2 separate regions of the Sus scrofa genome follow, and region 2 is linked to region 1. Evidence: chromatin contacts called from public Hi-C data. All regions are on one chromosome and are shown on one strand. Each heading gives the region's core, a stretch centred on a gene start, on an enhancer-like site or on the middle of the called end of the contact. The rest is flanking DNA. Distances are from core to core; before and after follow the strand shown.

The links. A called contact is a pair of places that touch in the nucleus more often than the background predicts.
Region 2: a Hi-C map of omental adipose tissue shows a contact between it and region 1, with 2.2 times the contacts expected there. The contact joins two enhancer-like sites. A contact is called at or near these places in 1 of 5 promoter capture datasets (fetal liver), 26 of 47 Hi-C or Micro-C datasets (adipose tissue, alveolar macrophages, blood and 16 more) and 2 of 2 datasets of contacts at active chromatin or transcription factors (alveolar macrophages and skeletal muscle).

What each region holds. Positions count from the first base shown.
Region 1 is chr1:26,950,265-26,957,040 of Sscrofa11.1, reverse strand. No RefSeq gene overlaps it. Among named protein-coding and RNA genes, the nearest start is that of IFNGR1, 84 kb to the left of the region's middle. Within about 2 kb of position 4,165, at least 7 of the 83 cell types and tissues checked have an H3K27ac peak or open chromatin away from gene starts, as enhancers often do. A contact at or near this core is called in omental adipose tissue and subcutaneous adipose tissue, where this site is marked.
Region 2 is chr1:27,104,922-27,111,697 of Sscrofa11.1, reverse strand. No RefSeq gene overlaps it. Among named protein-coding and RNA genes, the nearest start is that of IL20RA, 29 kb to the left of the region's middle. Within about 2 kb of position 3,762, at least 24 of the 83 cell types and tissues checked have an H3K27ac peak or open chromatin away from gene starts, as enhancers often do. A contact at or near this core is called in omental adipose tissue and subcutaneous adipose tissue, where this site is marked.

The sequences.
Region 1 (6,776 bases), core at 2,916-5,415:
TATTTTACCATTTCACATGGAGGTAAGCTATTTTGTCTAGTGGGACTCTAATGAGTCTTGTTCAAAGCTTCAGAAGGACAGCTGTGATGGACCAATTAGACCTTAAGTCCTTGATGAAATCCTATCTTATTTGAGAAAGGAACTTATTTAAAACTTGGGCCCAAGAGTGTGTAACCCCTATGTAATCAATCAAACTCATCCAAACAGGTCAGGTTTTAAAGTCCAGTTTATAAAAGATAGCCTTTTGGTTGTTCTTTGCTCTTTAAGAGACCTGGGAGAAGCCCTGACAAAATGATTTCTTCAATGAAAGGATTTCTTTTCTCATGGAAAGGAAATGTTGATCTGTGGCTCTCTAAAGAAGGAATCCAGTGGCTCTTCCTAGGATGCTGGGCCTACCCAGCGGGGAGAGTAAAACTGGTAAGTCTGTAGTTCAGTCTCCTTTGTCAATGTCCGCCCCTGGCCTTGGGAACTGACTGGAGGCAGTTTGCAAATGCATGTGCTGGATGGGAAGCCTGCAGTTCCCTTTGTCCTTGAACCCCAGGGGGCCTGATAGGGAAGCCGGAGTGTGTCATCCCTGACTAGCTGGAATTTCCAAGTTTCTAGGCAGGAACGTGATGGGTAACTTTTCAGACAGTAGCCAATGGGAGCATTTAGCCTTTAATCGCCTCTTCTTCTAGATACAAATAATAGCTAATTCTACAGGCTTGCTTGCAAACCTACTGCTCAAATAGCCAAATGGAAATACAGATGTTTGAAGGGGTTTGAAGCCTGAGTTTGTGTAGGGTCTGAATGAGAGTTTCTAAGTCTTTTTTGGATCACCTCCCATCTCCCATGACTCTTAACAATGCAATGCAATATTTATTCCTCTCAACTGGCTTTCTCCCAATTAAAAAAAAGTGATCAAATAAAAACTGTTATTTTTACTCTTATCCTAAATGACTAGAAATTATAAACTTTTCCTACCAAATTGTTTTATATGTGTGTTCCCCTCCCTAAGAGCTTGGGAAAAACACCTGTGGAAGAAGAGACGAAGCAGGGAGTTCCCACTGTGGCTCAGCATCCATGAATCTGCCTGGTATTAATGAGGATACAGATTCAATCCCTAACCCCCTCAGTGGGTTAAGCTCGGCATTGCTGTGAGCTGTGGTGTAGGTTGCAGACGCGGCTCAGATCCTGTGTTGCTGTGGCTGTGGCACAGGCCTGCAGCTACAGGTCCAATTCGACCCCTAGCCTGGGGACTTCCATGTGCTGTGGGTGAGGGCCTAAAAAAAAAAAAAAAAAAAAAGAGAGAGAGAGATAAAGTTATCTTCCATTAGTGGATTCAGTTCCATGCTATAGGATTCATCTTTTATGACATACGTGATCCCCAGAAGAGGCATTTTGGGGGCGTACCTTCTAATTTTACCTTCTTCTTCTTCTTTTTTTTTTTTTTTTTTTTTTTGTCTTTTTGTCTTTTCTAGGGCCGCTCCTGTGGCATATGGAGGTTCCCAGGCTAGGGGTCGAATTGAAGCTGTACCTGCCGGCCTACGCCAGAGCCAAGCTGCGTCTTCGACCTACACCACAGCTCAAGGCAACACCGGATCATTAACCCACTGAGCGAGGCCAGGGATCAAACCTGCAACCTCATGGTTCCTAGTCGGATTCGTTAATCACTGAGCCACAACGGAAACTCCTAATTTTACCTTCTTTTTAACTCAGTTGTGAGTGAAACTCTTTTCTTTCCCAACCCCTCTTGAGTTTATATGGGTTCCCCAATCCTTGACTATTTCCTAATTCTGAGCATGTAGAAATGAGGTACTTTCCACCTCCTTGAGATTAAGTTTGGCCACGTGCCTTATTTAGGCCAATGAAATGGGAATGGACGTAATGCGTGCAGCAAGTGTTGGGAGGAAAACATTTCCTCTTTCATGTTAAGTTCAAGGATGGGGGGGGACTGCAAATACACTGACCATAGACCAATTACACAGACAAAAGGCAAGGTTTATTGCCATTTGCATGAGTACACAGGGAGTACTCAGTAATAAGGAACTTGCTGAACAGCCGGAAGTAAAGGTTTATATACCAACTTAAAAGAAAATGAAGGTAGAGAGGATAAGTCTTCAAGGAAAGTATGGAAGTTTCTATTGGGCTTTTAAATGTCATCAAGCAGCTGAGTCCACACTTTCCAGGGCTAAAGTTCAGTCTTCTTCCAAACAGGAACCTCCCCTGGAGAGGGGTCAATGGCAGCTGTATTTTGGGGACTATCTAAGTTTCAGTACTGTCTCTTTCCATGGCTAGTGATTGTTCAGATGTTTTCAGTTAAAAGCCACTTTAATCCCTGCAAAAGACTCTCCATGCCCTCTTCCCCGGCTGTAGGGAACGTGGGAGTACGTACTGATACGCAGGTACACAGCAGAGCTGTCACTTAGGCCCAACAACCTTGGAGAATCTGGGCTCTGACAGACTCTAGGTGGACAAAAAATAAACCTGGGTTAGTTTGGGCCACCGAGATGTGTTGTCTGCAACTTATTTGAACACACCTACCAATAGAGTATTAGTTTACAATTGGTTAAATTAACCTTACAATTCAACTTGATACTTTCCAGATTTTAAGAAAAAGTTCTTGGTGACTATATATACATATGACTAATGTTCTTCTTTATTCTATAGCTCTCTCAGTCTAAAATATCCAAACATCTGGAATGCCCATTGTGGCGCAGCAGAAACGAATCCGACTAGGAACCATGAGGTTGCGGGTTCGATCCCTGGCCTCGCTCAGTGGGTTAAGGATCTGGTGTTGCCATGAGCTGTGGTGTAGGTCGCAGACACGGCTCAGATCTTGCATGGCTGTGGCTGTGGCGCAGACTGGCATCTGTAGCTCTAAATGGACTCCTAGCCTGGGAACCTCCATATGTCGCAGGTGTGGCCCTAACAAGCAAAATAAATAAATAAATAAATAAATAAAATATTCAAACATTTAAAGGAGTGTTAGCATGTAAATAAAATTATTTCTTCTCTTTAGGAAGGATGAGAAGTACCTGTACATTTGTAAGTTTGTTCTCAAATTGTGTATTTAAAAATCTACAATTTCTTGATACTTGGACATAATAAATCCTCATTCTAGAAGCAACGTTTGTTCACTATTTCATAAACTTGAAACAAACACACACTGCCTAAAATAGGGCTTGCTCTTTCACCACTAAAGTTTTGATCTTTTGTCTTTTTTTTTTTTTTTTTAATTTCTTTTTAGGGCCACACCCGCAGCATATGGAACTTCCCAAGTTAGGGGTCCAATCAGAGTTGCAACTGTTGACCTAAGTCACAGCAACGCCAGATCCAAGCTGCATATGCAACCTACACTGCCCCTCTTGGCAATGCTGGATCTGTAACCCACTGAGTGAGGCCACAGATGGAACCCTCATCCTCATGGATACTAGTCCAGTTCTTAACCCACTGAGCCACAACCAGAACTCCCTGATCCTTTGTCTTAAAGCTTTTGCTTCTCTCTGCCCTCTGTTCAGTTGTGAATGAGCTCAGTGTGATTGCATCATTCATTAATTCACTCTTTCATTCATTCCACAAGCCGTTCTTTGAGGGCTCACTATGTGCCAGGCATCGGCTTAGGTTATTGGCTATTTGTGAGTAATGAGACAAACCCTCTGACCTTCAGTCATGCAGATTGCAGGCAAGGAAAGGACATGGAGACTGGTAATATCACTACAGGGTGGTGGTGAGCCTGGTGACAATGGTTGCCCATGGAATTGAGGGAGAGAAGAAAATTAGCAGCTCTCCTCACCTCAGGTGTATATGTGAGGGATGAACAAAGGCACCTTCTTAATGGGGATGACACCTCCCTGGGAAAAAAAAGGAAACCATTAGTTAAGAGAGTAGTGTGGGCTGGGTGGTCGGAGGAAGCTTTAGCTGTTATGGGTGTGATGGGGTAAACGTAGAAGTAAAGGCAGGAGGAAAGATGAGAGCAGAAGATGATGACAAAATAAATTTTGCTAACCCTGTAAATTGCCAAGGGTCTAAAAAGGATTAAGCAGGAAGGTGGATAATCTGTATGCATTCTGGCTGGTATTGAGGACAGGAAAAGGCAAGGAAAAAAGAGTAGGTGCAAACCCCTGGGGAGAGCTTCACTCTTCAAAACTTTCACTTTCACTTTCAGTGGTGTCCAGCGTTGGGTAGGACTGGTCGCCTTTCCAGGCATCTGTAATCTAGAGCATCAGAGTTAGAAATTAATTGTTGGGGAGTTCCCATTGTGGCTCAGTGGAAATGAATCTGGCTAGCATCCATGGGGACTAAGGTTCAATCCCTAGCCTTGCTCAGTGGACGAAGGATCCAGCATTGCCGAGAGCTGTGGTGTAGGTCACAGACGTGGCTTGGATGTGGCATGGCTGTGGCTGTGGTGCAGGCCAGTGGCTACAGCTCTGATTACACCCCTAGTGTGGGAACCTCCCTATGATGGGGGTGCAGCCCTAAAAAGACAAAAAAGAAATTCATTGTTGGGTGGGACTTAGAGTTTCTGCAAATTGATTCTGACTCTTAATGTAGTAGAGCTACCTGGCTAGACCAGTGTGTTGGGAGGTAGTTCTCTGTAGAACTGTCATGTCTCCTGTGACTTGTGTGAGCAGAAGTAGTGACAGTGCATTCTTGGTCTAGACTATCCTTTCAGTTTGTGTAGCGAATAGCCTTGGAAGATGGCATCAGTGTCTCTCTCCAAAGAAGAGGAAAGAGTTGCTTGTGGTCCAGTATTTCCTTCTCTCTGGGGCAAAGATTGAGCAGGTGTGCTTATAGCCCATTAAAAAAATTCAGGTTTCCTAAGTTTAGGGGTCTTCAGCTGTAATGCAAACCTATTCTGTGTGCAGCATGCACCCAGGCCAGCTTCATCACCCCCGTGAGCCGAGGGGCATTGGGGATTGGTGTGAACATGCACGTTCATGCTGCCTGTTGTGCTGGGAGTAATAGAGTCCATTGTCTAACTCAGAGTCTGCTGTCTTTTGCTCTCAGAAGTGGAACTGTGCATGCTAAATTGTTAACTTGCATTTGGATTAAAAATCTCAGACTCTGCACAGTTAACAGGCAGGATATGGGCACAGGGCCCCAAACTGCTGCAGGATCATCAGAAGGGTAACTTTGACCAATAACCTGGAGTTATATGTTGTCTGGGTGGAATGGACTTAATGGTTTCCTCACTGCCTGATGCCCATTATTAACAAATCTGACAAGCTTCTAGCACTCAAACCACTCAGAAAATCATTGTCCATGGAAATGATTGCAAGCAAGATTATAATTTTATTTACAATATGCAAAAGTTGAAAAACACAGAGATATAAACTAAAGATCTAATTACAGTCTTTGTCCAAGTTCCTTTTGAACTTGATTTTTCATCCACTGCCACTCAAAGTTTAGATGATCAGATAAATAAGGTAATCATTAAAGATATACATAAATTTGCCATTTTTTCTTTCATGTCATAAGGTGAAAGGATAGGTGGAATCGAGCTTGGGCTATAGATTTGTTAAAAGCAGATTTCCTCGTAACATTAACAGTCATTGTAAGTTTACCAAGAATAAGCAGCACTGGAATTTATGCGATTAGACTTGGTTGCTGCAGTTTTCCTTGGGAAAAATTCCAGTCTTACGAGAGAATTCTGGCTCTATCACTTACTCTTTAGTTACTTAACTTTTCTATGCCTCAGTTTCCTCAGCCATAAGATGGGGATAACACGACTTTCACAGGAGGTCTTTGTGAGAATTAACTGAGTATTCACACATACCCAAAACTGTGCTTCGACAGTGCCTGGTGCATGGATGCTCCATAAATGTTTGGTCTTATACATTTATGTCATTGGTGACAAACTTAGTATTTCATATAATATTGTGAGTAACAATTGAAATAACCATTATTTGTTTTTTTCCCCTCTCACTAAAAAACTGTTGCTTGCAGATAATGCTTGTTTGCAAATAATTACCAGTGTGGAACCTTTGGCATATAGGCAATACTCTTACTATTCCCCGATAGATATGTGACGACAGTAAAACAACAGTTAGGCTTCCTTTACCGAGTTGAAGGTGTTTAACCCTAAGAACCTATCATTTTAATTGAGTAACTTTGTGAAAAATTACATACTGAACACTTTTTAGCTCAACAAGATTGTTCCCTACTAACTCTGAGTGGGGCAGAAATTCCCTGTAAAACTTTTTGTTAGCCAGGAGGGTATAAAAGAACATTGGATTGAGAGTGTAAATAATTACCCATCATGGTGCAGAGGAAACAAATCCGACTAGGAACCATGAGGTTGCAGGTTCAATCCCTGGCCTCGCTCAGTGGGCTAGGGATTGTGTGTTGCTGTGAGTTGTGGTATAGGTCGCAGACGCGGCTTGGATTTGGCATTGCTGTGGCTCTGGCGTAGGCTCTGATTCGACTCCTAGCCTGGGAACGTCCACATGCCACAGGTGTGGCCATAAAAACGACAAAAGACAAAATAACAATAATAATAATTACTTCGTGATTATGTGATTTTTCATCTGGTTCTTCCTGTATTTTAAGACGACTATTTCTTTATCTTGAGCTAGTAGATTACGAGTCAGCATGTTCTTATTTATTTTTAAGATTTGAGGAACCCTGTCTAGAAAACTTATTCTTCTCATTTTGCAACTGAACTTCCTCTTGGAGTCTCATACACAGGCTATTTTCTGACACTTATTTCCTTCCCTTCTGCACTATAGAATGTTTGGCTTTTCAGGACTCTCTACCGAACAAATGTTAACGGATTGGAAATCTATTATTTCAAT
Region 2 (6,776 bases), core at 2,513-5,012, 160 kb before region 1:
TGATTTCATAACTCTGTAAAAACATATCAACTGCTTTGAATTGGTCTACGAGGATATCTTCCTGTTTATTTCAATATCAACTTTCCTAATTACTCCAGCTCCTGTGCTCAGTGGGACTTCATGATGTCTCTTGGGTTCTAATATATGTTGTAATTCAATGCCAAATTCCATTTCATAATTTCTTGACAGAGGTAAAAAGTACAGTCGTACTTTTTCTCTCTAGCATCTGAAATCAGATGCTTCCTCAAATGAGGTGGTTAAATCTATCTTCCTTTATCATCTTTTAACTTATTGGCCCTATAGTAAGACACTTAACTGATAAGTAGAAACATATTTCAGACAGGTTGAACTGTCCCTATTTGAATTTGAAAAATTGGGGTGTGTTGGGGGGGGGTTTCCTAGCTCATACTCCAGAATGAAGGTGGAGTGTTTCTGAGGCAGAGAAATTGAGGGGAATGGGTTTTAATTTTGACATCCAAATTTAGAACTCTACCAAGTGTGTTCAAATAGAAATCTTTTTTTTTTTTATTTTTTTTTATTAAAATGCTCTAAAGTCTTGGTCACGGAGTGCTCCAGGTTAATAAACTGTTAAACAGCATTTGCAAATAATGAGACACTGACTCAGCATTCATTAATAAGAGAAACCAAATGGAGCTTATGATTTCCTCAGTCCTAGAATGTCCTCATGTCAATCCATTCTTCCTCATTGTTAGATTGGATCTCATGGTTGGTTCAAAAGTGGGATTTCTTTTTATTTATTTATGATTTATTTAAAAATTATCAGGAACTATATCTAGTCACTTTTTTTTTTTTTTGTCTTTTTGCCTTTTCTAGGGCCGCTCCTGCAGCATGTGGAGGTTCCCAGGCTAGGGGTCCAATCGGAGCTGTAGCCACTGGCCTACGCCAGAGCCACAGCAACGCGGGATCCGAGCCACGTCTGCAACCTACACCACAGATCACGGCAACGCCGGATCGTTAACCCACTGAGCAAGGGCAGGGACCGAACCCGCAACCTCATGGTTCCTAGTCGGATTCGTTAACCACTGCGCCACGACGGGAACTCCCATATCTAGTCACTTATGATGGAGCATGATGGAGGATAATGTCAACAAAAAATGTATATATGTATGTGTGACAGGGCTACCTTGCTGTGCAGTAGAAAATTGACAGAACAGTGTAAACCAGCTATAAAAGAAAAAAAAATCATTAAAAAATTATCTATCATTAGAATGTCATGATGATTACATGATGATTATAACATTGATTTTTAAGATGTAAAGAAAGTCAGGCATTTATTCAACAATTATGGATCATTATGTATCTCATACACAATGTTCTCTTCATGAGTCTTCATGTTGTCTAGAGGTCTAGTAGAATTCATTCTGAAAAAAATGTTTGGAAAAATTAATAATAATTCAAAAAGTGTCAAAATTCTTGTATCATATTCTTAAAGCAGTATGGACTTACTCAAGAGGATGAAGAATACCAGCTTAAAATTGGGCCATGCCTTCCATGTCCTGGACCAGTAAAATGTCAGAACACACTTACAGGAGCTGATTATCCTCATCTCTTCCCAGCTTCAAGTTTAGTGGTGTCAACTTCAAAGTGGCCATGAGAGAAATAATTGCACCATAGAAATTGGCAAGATCTACAAATTGGGGCCTTTTCTCCCCAGCAAGCTGGTTTTGAGGCCTTTACCTATATACTACTGAATGCATGTCATTTGATGTCTGAAGTCATTTATAACCCAAACTGTAATTCTAGTAATAAAGACAGTTGGGTTTTGAAATTTCATAGAAGTGAATTTTGGACATGATAAATGTTCTTAGAACCCAAAGCCCAGCCCCACTCCCAGGGTTTTTTTTTTTTTTTTTTTTTTTTTTTTTTTTTTATTCTGGCTTCACCACTAAGGAGCTATGACACAACTGTACCATTTTCCTAGAGCTGCTGAACAAAGCTCCACAAACTGGGTTGGCCTAGAACAACAGAAAGGTATCATCTCACAGTTCTGGAGGCTGTACATCCAAAATCAAGGGTTGACAGGGTTTGTTTCTTCTGAAGCCTGTGAGGGCAGATTGGTTGCAGGCCTCTCCTCTGGCTGCTGGTGGTTTGCTGGCCAGTTTGGCGTTCTTCGGCTTGTGGCAGCAGGACTCCCATCTTTACATGGCATCTCCCTATGCATGTGGCTGTCTCTTCACATGGCATTCTTTTTATAAGAATCCAGTTGTATTGCAGTTGGAGCTCACCTTCCTGCAACATGACCTTATCTTAATTACATCTTCGGTGACCTTGTTTCTCACATTCAGAGGCTCTGGGTATCAGGACTTCAACACATGAATTTTTAGGAGACATAATTCAACTCATAACAACAACTTATTTAACTTCCCAGTGCCTTAGTTTTGTTACTCTTGAAACAAAGATATTAATAATACCTACATTGTGGGGTTGGCATAAAGATTTAATCATTAGAGCACGTGAAGCCTTTTGAGACGTCTCGTCCCCAGCACACAGTGAGTTGTTGCTAAATGTCAGTTGTCACTGTCACTATTGTTCTCTCCTACTACATGTGCAGAGCCCCGCCTGGAAAGATTTTCTGTTCTGTGTTTCCAAACCCACATTTCCTCCCATCCAGCCACCACCCAAAGTTTTTACCACACACATAAAGATAATACAGAATGTGCTAGGTATGAAAGTCCCAAAGAGGTGAAATTCCTGTGGGAAAAATAGTTATCAGAGCCTTAATGGAGATGTTAGCAGACCTTGAAGATGGGGAGGAAGATTTGAATCCTTTTTTCAAAATCTCTTTTTATGCATCGGAGGGGTTCAAATAACTCATCTCTGAACTTCAACTTCTCATCTGTAAAATGAAGTTAACACAATTATTGCAGTGACCAAATGAGACAGTGTAGGTAAAGTGCTCATCAGATGGCTCAGCTAGAAAAGGTGTGCCATGAATGCAAACAAATGCAGTAGAAGTGCTGTGGGCAGAAATGGACAAATTCTCAGGCTGAGGACTGTGCTTTTGGGCAGAGCAAATCTGGGATTATTATCTCAGTAATTCCACATTCTAGTATAATGTACAGTGACAACTGGTTCCCCAATGATGACACAGGAGCACAGGGACCATGTTATTCAGGGGAACTCTGCAGCGGTTGCTGTTTGGCCCTCAGCAGCTGGGTTGAAGTTGAAGATGGCACTTTGAAATGCGGCCACAGGGGGTCAGTAGTGTGCTGCCGGGCCACTGAGAGGCAAAAACCTGAACCCCTCTGCATATCTTTAAGCCATAAATTTCCTATTCCAAACTAGGAGAAACTTATTCCTCCCATATTTTCAGATAAGTTGACAGATCAGCGTGAAGAAGGTTAGGTCTTCAGCTTCTGAAATAGAATAGGCTCTAACTGCTTCTTAAAGATTCACGAACTATATATGATACGAGTGTGTTTGAAGAAAAGGTGTTTTTATTTAACCTATGATTTGGCCAAGGGTAATGTCACCTATAACACATTTAGATCAGCCCTTTTCAAAGAAAATACACTCAAACATGCCTCTCATTCAAATTAGATTCTACACAATTTCACAGATCTTTGATTTTGGGGATGGTACTTCAGTACCCTGGATCTCATCCTTATGGACAACTGGTCTGAACTTCAATTTCTCATCTTTAAAACAGGGATGTTGCATTTGTCATAGTTAAATGAGAGTGTAGGTGAGGTGCTGATCAGAAAGCCCTACCCAGTGTCTTTCTTATTTGGGGAGGATCCAAAAATGGTTGGGAGACTGGGATTGCCCTACCCCAGTGGAAGCCAGAGGGAGGCAGATCCTTTTTCTTTTTGTGTTTGTTTGTTTTTTCTTTTTTTGGCCCTGTGGCATATGGAGTTCCCCCGGCCAGGGATCAGATCTGAGCCACAGTTGCTACCTCTGCTGCAGCTGCCTTTAATCCACTGTGCCGGGCTCGGGATTGAACCTGCATCCAGGAGCTGCAGAGACATAGCAGATTCCATTATGCCACAGAGGGATCTCCAGATCCCTTCTCTACTCTTGACCACTGGCTGCTAGAGCATGGGTGGGTGGCCAGTCTGGTGGTCCCACTGGGGCTGGGCTTAGGGCCACTTAAATATTATTTGTGATGGCAGCCGTGAGGCTGGTGGCATGGCAGGGTGTGCCCAGGATGAGCAGAGTTCAGCGGGACGTCTGCTGGGCTTTGCTGACCTTATTTTTGGCCTAAACACAGTTCTCCCAAACAATTCCAGGAACTAATTTGTATCCTTGGAGCAAATTCCTGTTGACTTTAAATTAGCCAGAAATCATCTGTCGTTGCTAGTGGCAGAAACACTGAAGTGTGCAAGCTTCAACCTTAAATTTTATAGTAAATATGCAAATTTACTAGTTCAAGAAGGATTCTGGCTGGTGGATTGTTGAGTTTCTCCTGAGTTTTATTCCACAAAAAATCGATGATTGTGAAAAGAACGCTGGATAAATCAAAAGGAGGCTGGTTTCTGGATATTCCAGTATAAATAAATTCCTTGGCACAGAAAGCTGGGTTTCAACCAGACTGCAGTTTGGGGCCAAGAAGATTGTCTGAGGGTGGCTGTGGGCACTCACCCACCTGGGCTGCCTGGATGAGATAGCTGGGTCCTGGCTTATCTTTCTTCCAGCTCACAAGGCTGCACCCAAGCTCTCTTTCCCATGGGGCCAGCTGCTTCTTCTCTGATTCCCCACCCCCACCAGACCTCCAAGAAACTTGAAGGGAAATACCTCTGAAACCATTAGCATGAGGGCAGCAGAAACACTGGGAATGTTTGTGTGTGTGGTTGACACGCTTCAATGTTAAAACACAGATTCCTAAGCATAAATCACATAGCAATACCACGTGACCACTAGCCATTGTAGGATTTTTCCCTTTAGATGATCTTGAAGGTCATATGCTCAGTTTCTAAAGTCAAGTTTCACTTAGTTTTGAAATGTTCATTGTGATTTGAAACCAGTATCTTAGAAACAAATGAGCAAAGTGAAACAAACTCCAAACCACTGTTGTTTATTTCCCCAAACTGCTCTTATCACACTCGCTAGGACGCTTTTCTCGACAGAGAACTCCCATTTCCTTCCTCTCTCTCCCTCGCTCTCTTTCTCTCCACATGGCAAATGTGTAATGCCTGGTTCTAAAGCACCCTGAACTTGGAAAGGTGAATTTTTTCCTCTTGCTCTTCCCTGCTGCCCGCCCTCTCTGCCCTTGCCTTGGGAACAAAGAGGTCAGAAGAGTTGACCTTATAAATGTCTGATGAAAATAGGTTTGCTCTCACGTAATATGGAAAGACGTTTGTATCATCTATATTCTAGGTTGATGATAAGCCGTCTTATACAATTGGTTGATTATGCTGGGGTTCAACTGTCTATTGTGCTGGAAAAGTGGAGTTGGGGGAGGTCCAAGGTAAAGAGATTGGTGGTAAGGGGCGGCTCAACTTAGAGCTTTTACTAGCAGTGAAATCTGAAGCCTTGACAAATCCCTGCAGTGCCCAGGTCCATAAAACAAATTAATGTTTCTTGCATCGTCAATATTTAAAAGCCACTTGGCGCACCATGTTAAGACACCTACGTTTTGAAGCATGTAAGGAAACAGCTGTGATCACATTTATAGTGTCCCGTTCAATAATATGCTTTCAATTCAAGGTGCGTCACTTCAAGTTGGCAATGGTTACAGACACATTTGCATTGGAGTACCTAAAAAAAGTTAAAATGAGATGAATTCTTGGAAACTCAAGAATTCACCTCCCTTTACTTAAAAACCTCTCTTTGAATGCAATGTTTTTGCATGGTGTTTTTTTCCTTCTAATAGCTAAATATATTTGAAATCATTTTAAAGTCTGAAATAACTTTTCTATCCCAAGCAGAGACACGCTTTGCAGCAACCCCTCCTCTTATGAACTCTTCACATACAAATGTTTGGAAAATAGTGAAAAGGATGCTATCTTTCAAAAATAAACCAAGAAAAAAATGTAGGCAGCAAAATCGAATAAAGAGAATGTATCTCACATCGTGAAATAGTAGAAACAAACAAATTTCTTTTTCTTGCATCCCCGATATTTGTAAGTCACTTGAAGCCATTTTGAGACACCTCTGTTTGTAGCAAACGATGGTAACAGCTGGGTTGCTTTTATAGCATTCCACTCAATAACATGCTTTGGAGTTCAGGCTTAGAATTTTAGATTTGCAATTTATAGGCATACTTGCCTCCAGATATTAGAAAACTTTTAAGTTGGATAACATCAAAGAAAAGAAGGCATATCATTCTAATGTAAATTTTTTTAGTTTTAACTCTTTTTTTGCAGGTAAAATATTACTCTTAGTATGATAGCTCTTTTAAAACATCTCTTTAATTTTGAATAATCTGACGATCTCAGACTATCCTTCTTCCTACCAATCAGAGTCATATTTAGCAGTTTATTTCCCTATCCACCCCAAAGGACAAAAAATGCAACCCTACAAACTATTGAAAACAACTTTCTGATGTGGAATATTATTGAATTTTATGATGAGTCTTGTTGAATTCTCCAGTCTTAGGAGGAGAATTGTGCTGGGAAAAACACAGTTGGTAGAGTCTGACCAATCTTTGTCCAAACAGTAGTTCAGTTAGATACCCCTGCACTTGACCTCAGAAAGCCTGGCCTCACTCTTTCTTGAAATGGGTAAAACAATGCCAATTTACAGAGTTGTTTCAAGGACGAAATGAGAACCATGATAACAGCAAAGATTCATGAAGGAATTTCTATGTGACAAAA